Linked DNA regions of Danio rerio: region 1 is linked to region 2. The links are chromatin contacts, called in public HiChIP or PLAC-seq maps. All regions are on one chromosome and are shown on one strand. Each heading gives the region's core, a stretch centred on a gene start, on an enhancer-like site or on the middle of the called end of the contact. The rest is flanking DNA. Distances are from core to core; before and after follow the strand shown. Region 1 holds the start of LOC100006839 (tripartite motif-containing protein 16). Region 2 holds the start of pdss1 (prenyl (decaprenyl) diphosphate synthase, subunit 1).

Evidence for each region. HiChIP or PLAC-seq counts read pairs in DNA pulled down with a chosen protein or histone mark.
Region 1: an H3K4me3 HiChIP or PLAC-seq map of embryo shows a contact between it and region 2, with 2.8 times the contacts expected there. The contact joins the promoter of LOC100006839 here to the promoter of pdss1 in region 2. A contact is called at or near these places in 3 of 18 Hi-C or Micro-C datasets (caudal fin, hematopoietic stem cells and an unstated tissue) and 2 of 4 datasets of contacts at active chromatin or transcription factors (caudal fin and embryo).

Annotation. Positions count from the first base shown.
Region 1 is chr24:6,538,095-6,543,219 of GRCz12tu, reverse strand. LOC100006839 (tripartite motif-containing protein 16) reads right to left here and starts at 3,342. Exons shown (of 7, transcript XM_073941403.1): 1 at 3,207-3,342. The coding sequence starts at 3,342. The region is part of intron 7 of gpr158a (G protein-coupled receptor 158a); the gene reads left to right. zgc:174877 reads left to right here and starts at 3,328. Exons shown (of 5, transcript NM_001430955.1): 1 at 3,328-4,518. The coding sequence starts at 3,479.
Region 2 is chr24:6,213,192-6,218,195 of GRCz12tu, reverse strand. It overlaps pdss1 (prenyl (decaprenyl) diphosphate synthase, subunit 1), which reads left to right and starts at 2,103. Exons shown (of 11, transcript NM_001017656.1): 1 at 2,103-2,272; 2 at 3,001-3,056; 3 at 4,592-4,718. The coding sequence starts at 2,132. All of the region lies in intron 7 of gpr158a (G protein-coupled receptor 158a), which reads left to right. It also overlaps the pseudogene LOC100535043.

The sequences.
Region 1 (5,125 bases), core at 2,093-4,592, 320 kb before region 2:
TAACAAATGAGCTCGAGCGTTTGCGTTCATATTATTATGGCTGTTCTGAATGTCTTTAATGTGTTGCACACATGGCTATTCACTCCCTGTTCGCATGCAGGGCTGGTGCAGACCCACAGGCCAGATATTGGCCATTGTTGTTGTTATTACTGTTATTAGTATTAATAACAACAACAACAACAACAATATTAATATTAATAAAATTACTACTACTACCACTACTACTACTACTAATAATAATATTAACAACTATAATAATAATAATTAATAGGCTACATAAATAAAAAGCAAAAAAATAAAAATAAAAATAAGTCGTGATCACGACATAACAACTTTTTGTTATGTCGTGATCACGACTTAAATATCTCGTGATCTCGACATAACGAAAAGTTGTTATGTCGTGATCACGACTTAGATATCTCGTGATCTCGACATAACGAAAAGTTGTTATGTCGTGATCACGACTTAATTATCTCTTGATCTCGCCTTAACAAAATCGCTCGCGTGCTCATGATTATTGTAGCCTGCATTCATTATTATATTATATATCTTTATTTACAACAATATTTTTTCTTAACTTTTGCAGTTTTAAAGCAACTCTTTATGGCGCAATTTTAAAGTAATTGTAAATAACTTGCAGAAAGGAAGCAAATAAGCAGGATCTTCATCTTTCTTCATATTTATTATGCAGCATTTTGCACCATTTGCTTTAAAATGGTAACAGTTGCCAGAATATTATTGCAAATAATGATATATAAAGATATACATGAAATGAATAATAAATGAACATTAACAATGTGCTTGAGCCATCTTTATATTGCTGTTCTGAACGTCTTTAATGTGTTGCACACATATTCACTCCCTGTTCGCAGGGCCGGTGCAGACCCACAGGCCAGATATTTTCCAAATAGTAGTAATAATAACAATAACAACAATATTAATAATTATAAAATACAACTACTAATAATAATAATACTGCTATTAATTATTATATTAATAACTATAATAATAATAATAATAATAATAATAATAATAATAATAATAATAATTAAAAGGCTACATAAATAAAAAGCAAAAAATAAGTCGTGATCACGACATAACAACTTCTGTTATGTCGAGATCACGACTTAATTATCTCGTGATCTCGACATAACGAAAAGTTGTTATGTCGTGATAACGACTTAGTTTTCTCTTGATCTCGCCTTAACAAAAACGCTCGCGTGCTCATGAGATTCATTATTATATTCATGTATATGATTATATATCTTTATTAACAACAATATTCTCTCAACTTTTGCCATTTTAAAGCAACTCTATGGCGTAATTTTAAAGTAGCCTTTTTGTAACTAACTTGCAGGAACGAAGCAAATACGATCTTCATCTTTCTTTAATATACAGCATTTTGTGCCATGAAGAGTTGCTTTAAACTGGTAACAGTTAAGGGAATATTATTGTAAATAATGATATATAAAGATATACATGAAAATATTAACAAATTAACATTAACAAATGAGCTCGAGCGTTTGCGTTCATATTATTATGGCTGTTCTGAATGTCTTTAATGTGTTGCACATATGGCTATTCAATCCCTGTTCGCAGGGCTGGTGCAGACCCACAGGCTAGATATTGGCCATTGTTGTTGTTATTACTGTTATTAGTATTAATAACAACAACAACAACAACAACATTAATATTAATAAAATTACTACTACTACCACTACTACTACTACTAATAATATTATTAACAACTATAATAATAATAATTAATAGGCTACATAAATAAAAAGCACAAAATAAAAAAAATAAAAAATAAAAATAAGTCGTGATCACGACATAACAACTTTTTTGTTATATCGTGATCACGACTTAATTATCTCGTGATCTCGACATAACGAAAAGTTGTTATGTCGTGATCACGACTTAATTATCTCTTGATCTCGCCATAACAAAATCGCTCGCGTGCTCATGATTATTGTAGCCTGCATTCATTATTATATTATATATCTTTATTTACAACAATATTTCCTTAACTTTTGCAGTTTTAAAGCAACTCTTTATGGCGCAATTTTAAAGTAATTGTAAATAACTTGCAGAAAGGAAGCAAATAAGCAGGATCTTCATCTTTCTTCATAATTTATTATGCAGCATTTTGCACCATATGTTGCTTTAAAATGGTAACAGTTGCCGGAATATTATTGCAAATAATGATATATAAAGATATACAAATTAATAACGAATGAACATTAACAATGTGCTTGAGCCATCTTTATATTGCTGTTCTGAACGTCTTTAATGTGTTGCACACATATTCACTCCCTGTTCGCAGGGCCGGTGTAGACCCACAGGCCAGATATTTTCCAAATAGTAGTAATAATAACAATACCAACAATATTAATAATTATAAAATTACTACTACTACTTATAATAATACTATTAATAATTATATTAATAACTATAATAATAATAATAATAATAATAATAATAATAATAATTAACAGGCTACATAAATAAAAAGTAAAAAAATAAGTCGTGATCACGACATAACAACTTTTGTTATGTCGAGATCACGACTTAATTATCCCGTGATCTCGACATAACAACTTTTCGTTATGTCGTGATCACGACTTAAATATCTCGTGATCTCGACAAAACAAAAGTTGTTATGTCGTGATCACGACTTAGATATCTCGTGATCACGACTTAATTATCTCGTGATCTCGACATAACGAAAAGTTGTTATGTCGTGATCACGACTTAATTTTGATCTTGACATAACGAAAACGCTCGCGTGCTCATGATTAATGTAGATTCATTATTATATTCATGTATATGATTATAAATCTTTATTAACAACAATATTCCCTTAACGTTTGCCATTTTAAAGCAACTCTATATGGCGCAAAGTTGTAAATAACTTGCCGAAAGGAAGCAAAGCATCTTCATCATTCTTCATAATTTATAAATGCAGCATTTTGCGCCATAAAGAGCTTTAAAATGCCAACAGTTGAATGAATAGTATATTGTAAATAATGATATAGCCTACCATTTACATGATGAAGAATGTACATTAAGCACGAGCGTTTTTGATCATATTCGAGAAAAAAATTCTTACTGCAAGGCCTCAGGACTTCAGTAGCATTTGATGTGCTTAACGTTTATTTAAAATCACATGTGTATATTAAATTGTACATAGACATGTTTACCACCTGTATTCTCTCGGCTGAAAGCATAGCCTGGGACAAGATTACTTATTATCACAGTAAACGGCAGGTGGCGGTATATTTCTGCGGCTCTCCATCCTCCACCATCTCCAAGAAGAAGAACAACAAAGAAAGAGAACATTAACGTTACTAGCAATATGCACAGGTTAGCTAGTCGCTTTATAATAAGTGTTCATTTCAGATTTTACAGACATGGAAATAATCATTTGGCATCCGTGAAATAAGGAGAAAGAGCACCTCCTCCGGTCATTATTCCCATGAACAGCATGTTTGATTTAAAGTGTGAGAGCTCTTCAGGTGAAGAGGAGGAAGAGACGGAGGCAGGAGACCCCGCTTTAACAGCACAGATATCCAGATGTGCAAACGTATCATCAGCGGATTTGGACTTATTGGAACACACCCGGAACGAGTCTAGTACTGTAAAGCAAACCATATGGGCTGTTAACTGTTTTAAAGCCTGGCTGCGGGAAAAGCAGCTGACCATAGACTTTAAAACGGCCGATAAATCGGAGGTAAACACAATCCTCCGCGAGTTTTATGGATCTATTCGGACCAGCAAAGGAGAGCTGTACGGGATCAGCAGCTACGTCGGTCTCCGGGCTGGACTCAACCGGTACGTTAACGACCCTCCGGTCAACCGTGCGTGGAATCTGATGCAGGACGCTGAGTTCAGGTCTGCTAACAATGTTTTCAAAGGCGTGGTCAAGCAGATCCGTCGCTCCGGTAGGGATATAACAACACACTACCCACCAATTACCCCTGAAGACCAACACATCCTCAAACATTCAACTGCACTGGACCCTGGGAACCCAAAGGGCTTGTTGTATAAGGTGTGGTATGACATCCAGTTGCATTTTGGGCTCAGGGGTAAGGAGGGCAACCGACACCTGCAGCCAGACACATTTGCTCTGAACCTGGACCAAAACGGATTTAAATACTTCACCATGGCACTACACGAGGAACCGAAGAACATGCCGGAGAAGGATAAGAAGAAGCGGAAGGCTATGTTTGAAGAGCCGGGGAATCCGCTGTGTCCTGTTGCGTCTCTGGAGAAATACCTGAGGAAAATCCCAGCCGACGCTAAAGCTCTCTATCTGCAGCCCAAAAGGAGCTATTTCCTCAGTGATGAGATCTGGTATACTGGACTCCCACTGGGAGTCAATCATTTGTCCCAAATGCTGCCCAAAATATGCAAAGAGGCAGGCACGAGAACGATATACACTAACCACAGTCTGAGGATAACAGCGATTCAGAGACTGAACGAACCGAGGGAGATCATGGCAGTTTGTTTACAAAGGTACTGGTAATAATAGTGGCTTTGCTTGTAAACAGAGGACTTTGCACTGGGTTTGTAAAGCCAAATCATGTTAAACAACTCTTTTATTTCACATTCAAATGAATGATTCATCTAGAAAGGAAAACTGTCATCTTGCTTTTTATCTTGTATTTTGTGAAACACAATCCATATACGTTCTGAATGCCAAAAACTAGATTTGTTCAAGCAACAATCAAAATATTCTTCAAAATAGCTTTTTGCATTCCACATAATACAGTCATGCAGTAAACAATGACACAATTTTCATTTTGGAGACATTTATTACTTAGTTATAACTATATAAATAGGAAAGTTTGCTTAAATATGTATATTTTTCATTATTTAATTATCCTTAATTTATTCCATACCTGAACGGCTTACTTTCTTCTGTCAGGGTTCATACGGTCATGGAAAACCTGAAAAAATCATGGAATTTTGACATGGCATTTTCCAGGCCTGAAAAAGTTTTGGAAAAACTGAAAAACCCACAAAGTTTTGGAAAAGTCATGGAAATTAATTGAACATATATCTGTATACTTGAATTTGGGCTGCACGATATTGAAAAAATCTGACATTGCGTTATTTTGTA
Region 2 (5,004 bases), core at 854-3,353:
GTATGCTGAAAATATTTTAATCATATATTTATTTCTTTAGTAAAGTGCACTGAAATAACTGTTGATAAAGACCCTGAAACCAGACATGACTTTTTACAAAGTAAGCCTCTCCCTCTGTCTTTCCCTCTTTCTCAAACACACACAGACACACACACACACACAAACACACACACACACTGCATAAAATAGTACATGCATCATGGCAAAGACAAAAGAAATTAGTGGTTAGAAATTAGTTTGATAATTGAAAGCAACTGGACATAAACTTTGACTCTGTGAATGAATAAATAAATGATTAAAATTTTACACAAACTTCTGTATTTTCTCTTCCTTAGATTCCCGTCTGCTCTCTCTGGATCCGAACACAGTGAATAAAAAACTCCTTCTGTCTGAGAGGAACACACTGGTTTCTCACACAAACACAGTCCAGCAGTATCCTGATCATCCTGACAGATTCGATTTTTGGTGGCAGGTGTTGTGTAGAGAGAGTGTGTGTGGACGCTCCTACTGTGAGATTGAGTGGAGTGGACTGGTGAATGTAGCAGTGACATAAGAGCATCAGGAGGAAGGGAAACAGCACTGAGTGTGTGTTTGGACTTAATGATCATTCATGGATGTTGTACTGCTCTTCCTCCACATGCACTTTTTTCACAATAGAAAACAGACTGTTCTCCCAGTGTTGTCCAGCAGTAGAATAGGAGTGTATGTGGATCACAGTGCAGGAACTCTGTCCTTCTACAGCGTCTCTGACACAATGAGCCTCATCCACAGAGTCCAGACCACCTTCACTCAACCGCTCTATCTTGGGTTTTTGGTAGGTTTAAACTCAACAGCAAAACTGTGTGATCTAATAGAATAGACGATGCAGAGATTTTATACAATTACCATCACAGCTTAATCTCAGTTATCAGATGGTAATTTACTTATTTTTTTAAATAATCAATTATATAAAGCCTTTAATAAAACTGAATTATTGAACTTTTTTTCATATGTATATTTGAATATTTGTATTTATAATAATAGCTTTTTTTTTACCTGCTCTTTTAAATTAGGCTGTACAAAATTGACCATACTATCTTAAATTATCAAAAACTGGCAACTTTTAAGCTCCACTGTGATCCTTGAATATTGGATTTTGTTGTTGTTGTTGTTGTTATTGTTGTTGTTGTTGTTGTTGTTGTTGTTATGAAAACCGTTGTTACACTGAACTACATTTTAGTTGCTGTTTTAGTTTAAATCATGGTTAAAATAAATATTCATAAAAATCACTATAATAATGTATACATTCATTCATTCATTTTCTTTTCGTCCATATATTATTCTGGGGTCGCCACAGCGGAATGAACCCCAACTTATCCAGCAAATGTTTTACACAGCGAATGCCCTTCCAGCTGCAACCCATCACTGGGAAACAGCCACACACATCCATTCACACACAAACACTACGGATGATTTAGCTTACCCAATTCACCTGTAGCGTATGTCTTTGCACTGTGGGGGAAACCGGACCACCAAGAGGAAACCCACGCCAACACGAGGAGAACATGCAAACTCCACACAGAAACGCCAACTGACCCAGGCTCAAACCAGCGATCTTCTTGCTGTAAGGCGATTGTGCTACCCACTGCGCCACTGTGCTGTCTCTAATAATGCATTTATTTATTTTATTTTGTTAAATATTATTATTATTAAAATGTAACATTTCGTATTCATTGAAAAATAATAAAAACACTAATAATAAACACCAAAAAAAAAAGAATTTATGTATGTATTATATTTTTAAATCATAGAATTTTTAAATAATAAATGTAATAGCAATATAATAAATGTATGTATTACTGCTGTAATTAACTTATATATTTAATTTGTAACATTTTAAGCATTAACGTTTTATTTGAAAGAAGAAAAACTTCTTTGTAACGTGACACATATTTTACATAATTATTGTTGGTGTTTTTAACTGGACAATAATTGTACAGATCTCATAACTGTAAAAAAAAAAAAAAAAAAGGCAGCACACCCATAGCTATACAACACGTCACGTGACAGTATTTTCCGGGTCATGCGGCTCTGTGCTGTTCCGTAACCTGACGTCACTGGGCATGTGCGGCTCTCGGTTGTGTGTGCGAGCATGGCGGTGCCGTGGAGCCGATGCTGGAGGAGCAGCACAGGAGCTGCTGTATTACTACAATATTGTTGTATTTCCAGCAGAAGAGCTTTCACTCCAGCGGCTTCAGCAGGAAGAAAAGCTGCTACTTCCGCCGCCACACAGGTATCGATCACACTGAAGCACACACGGATGATGAAGGTCACCGGTGTGCAAATGAATGACAGATCACTGCTGTGTTTGTATGGGTCAGGTTTAAGACTCTTTACAGCATATCGTGCGCTAAAACAGAGTTAAAAGCGTTCAGTTAGATGATTGCAGTCGCGTTTGTAAAGCCAACATGAGTGTTTCATGAAGTGTTCATGTTAAAGGTCAGGAGTGTGCGGGAGTAGAGACACTTCCGCTGATTTGTAGTTTACTGAAACTCACTGAAGAAGAAGAATGTTGCTCAAGAAGACTTGACTTAAAGCATGTGTACATATATGGAGGTAAATGGCCAGATTAAGGTAAAGTTGATCTTATGTTCGGATATGTGTTCATCTTAACAGTTCTTTCCTATATAGTTTACTGCGATCATTTAAATATTTATATGTCTGAAATATAAAGTCTGACTTCAAAACAGCATTAACTTATAGCACTATTTATTTGACTGTGAACATTGTTGTACTTTGAAGGTAATTTACTGATAATACAGTTTTGTTTTTTTTTCGTTTTTGAACAATTAAACAGGACACTCTGGAACCCTTATGAAAAGAGTCTACATATTCTGATGCTGAAAACATATTTGTATTTTGACCGTGATACTCTCTGTCCTAATTACATTATTGTTTTAATGCAAACTGCATTATTCAGCCTGTATGATCTGTTTTTTTTTTTTTTTGTTTGTGTTTCAGGTTTTATTTCAGCAGGGTCATGTACATAGTTTTAACAAACCAGTGACTCTTTCAAGGTATGTTAATGATATGGATTATAACTGTAGGCCTGTCACGATAATCCATTTTTGTTGTGTGATATATTGTCATAAAAACTGTTGCATAAAGCCAAAATTATTGTCATTTTGAGATTTTTTTATGTCACTTATTATATAATGATTATATAACAGCATACTAATGCAAATAGCCATAAACACTTTAATTTTTTTTAATACCTAAGAGGCTAGTATTGATAAATTTTCTATACTTTGTAGAGATGCGCGGATCCGCTGAAATGACACCCGAATCCGCGGCTTCATAATAATCATCCACCCGCCATGCACCCGTGCATATAGTTTTATCTGACTTATGTATCCGCACCCAACCCGTACCCGATCGTCGCTTTAATAATTTAATTCTTTGTTTTAGGCATGATAATAGGTCAATGTGAATATTAATAGCAGACTCGGTGAGCTAATCTGCACATCTCTGATAGTAAAACTTTAGATAACATTTTCTTCATTTTTAAATAGATACAGAAAGTAAAAGTAAGACTTTTTAGCTTTTACAGATACAGGAACAACATAACAGAAAGGGTGCCACTTCAGCCTTAATGGAAACTATGTTGTATTTACTTGGCCTTTTTCTTCACACTGTGCAAAAACAGAACAGCCTTTACTGTGCCTGGATTCAGGTGATTCCGCCTCTCCTCCAAAATGCGGCCAGCTGCACTGAATGAGAGTTCGCTCGCACCGCGTGTTGTAGAACAAGATTCTTCTAGCAAGGCATCATAGTCGTGGAAAAAAGCAATCTTGTTTCTCCCAAAAGGATAGCAGATTTTCCTCTGATGACTCCTCTAACTGAAACTTTGAACAGTAGGCTACTCTTGCTCTTCATCCATTATTTTTGGGCGTCTCATATCTTCCCATTCTGCAAAGCCCACTCTTTGCTTTTTCGCTGGTCCACTGCCATGTCCCGCTACATCCACCCGAAATTAATCATAATGTATTTTTTTATTACCCGACCCACGGATTATCCGCAGCGCCCGTGGATATAACCGCCATCCGCGCATCACTAATACTTTGATATGTATTAATATACTATATTTAACAATGTTGATATTTAAAAAGAAAGAAAAACTGTTTTAATTTCAGTCAAACTAAAAGAAATTAGACTTTCTCTAGACGAAAAAATAGTAGCAAATATTGTGAAAATGTCTTTTCCCTGTTAAACATATTAAAATGTGAAATTCATGGAATTGCTATTACAGTGAACTATTGTTAAATGACTATTGACTACTTTTACACACATTCTCCCACAACATCTCAAAGCTCTGAAGGAACATTTATCAACCTAATTGAACCTAGTTAAACTATACCAGGTTAACTAGTAATTCTGAAAATTTTTGTTGGGGTTAAATTGACTCACAACATAATATAGTCAACCAGCTTTGACATACATCTATTTATCCAGACATGCTTATTTGTATTTAGTTTTCTTACACATTTGTTAATGTACGTTGTTCTTAATCAGAATGGGTTTGTTTAATTGTCTTAACATGTGTGTGTTTCAGGCACAGGTGTAAATATCTGTACTCAACGCCCCGAGTCAGCTGCAGTTTACACAGTGATGCAAAGTTAAAAGATCCTTTCTCACTCGTACAAAAGGACTTGCAAAATATATATGATGACATAAAACAGGTAAACCAAGAATATTGTATGGTTTTGTTTTGCATTTTACCACCAATCATTTTTCTTGTCCACAGTTGCTTAATGAGTTATTGTATTACTTTCCATTTCTACATTAAAAACTGCACTTTTTACACAGAATTTGCATTTGAAATTATGGGTGGCACTTCCTATTTGGGAAACTTATTTATATATGTAGTAAAAAGGGAATTCTCAATTTTCATTTATTTTATATGTAGTGAAAATAATATTGTGCTTGTTATTTTATTTTACCTGTGACTAAATATATTTTAAAGCT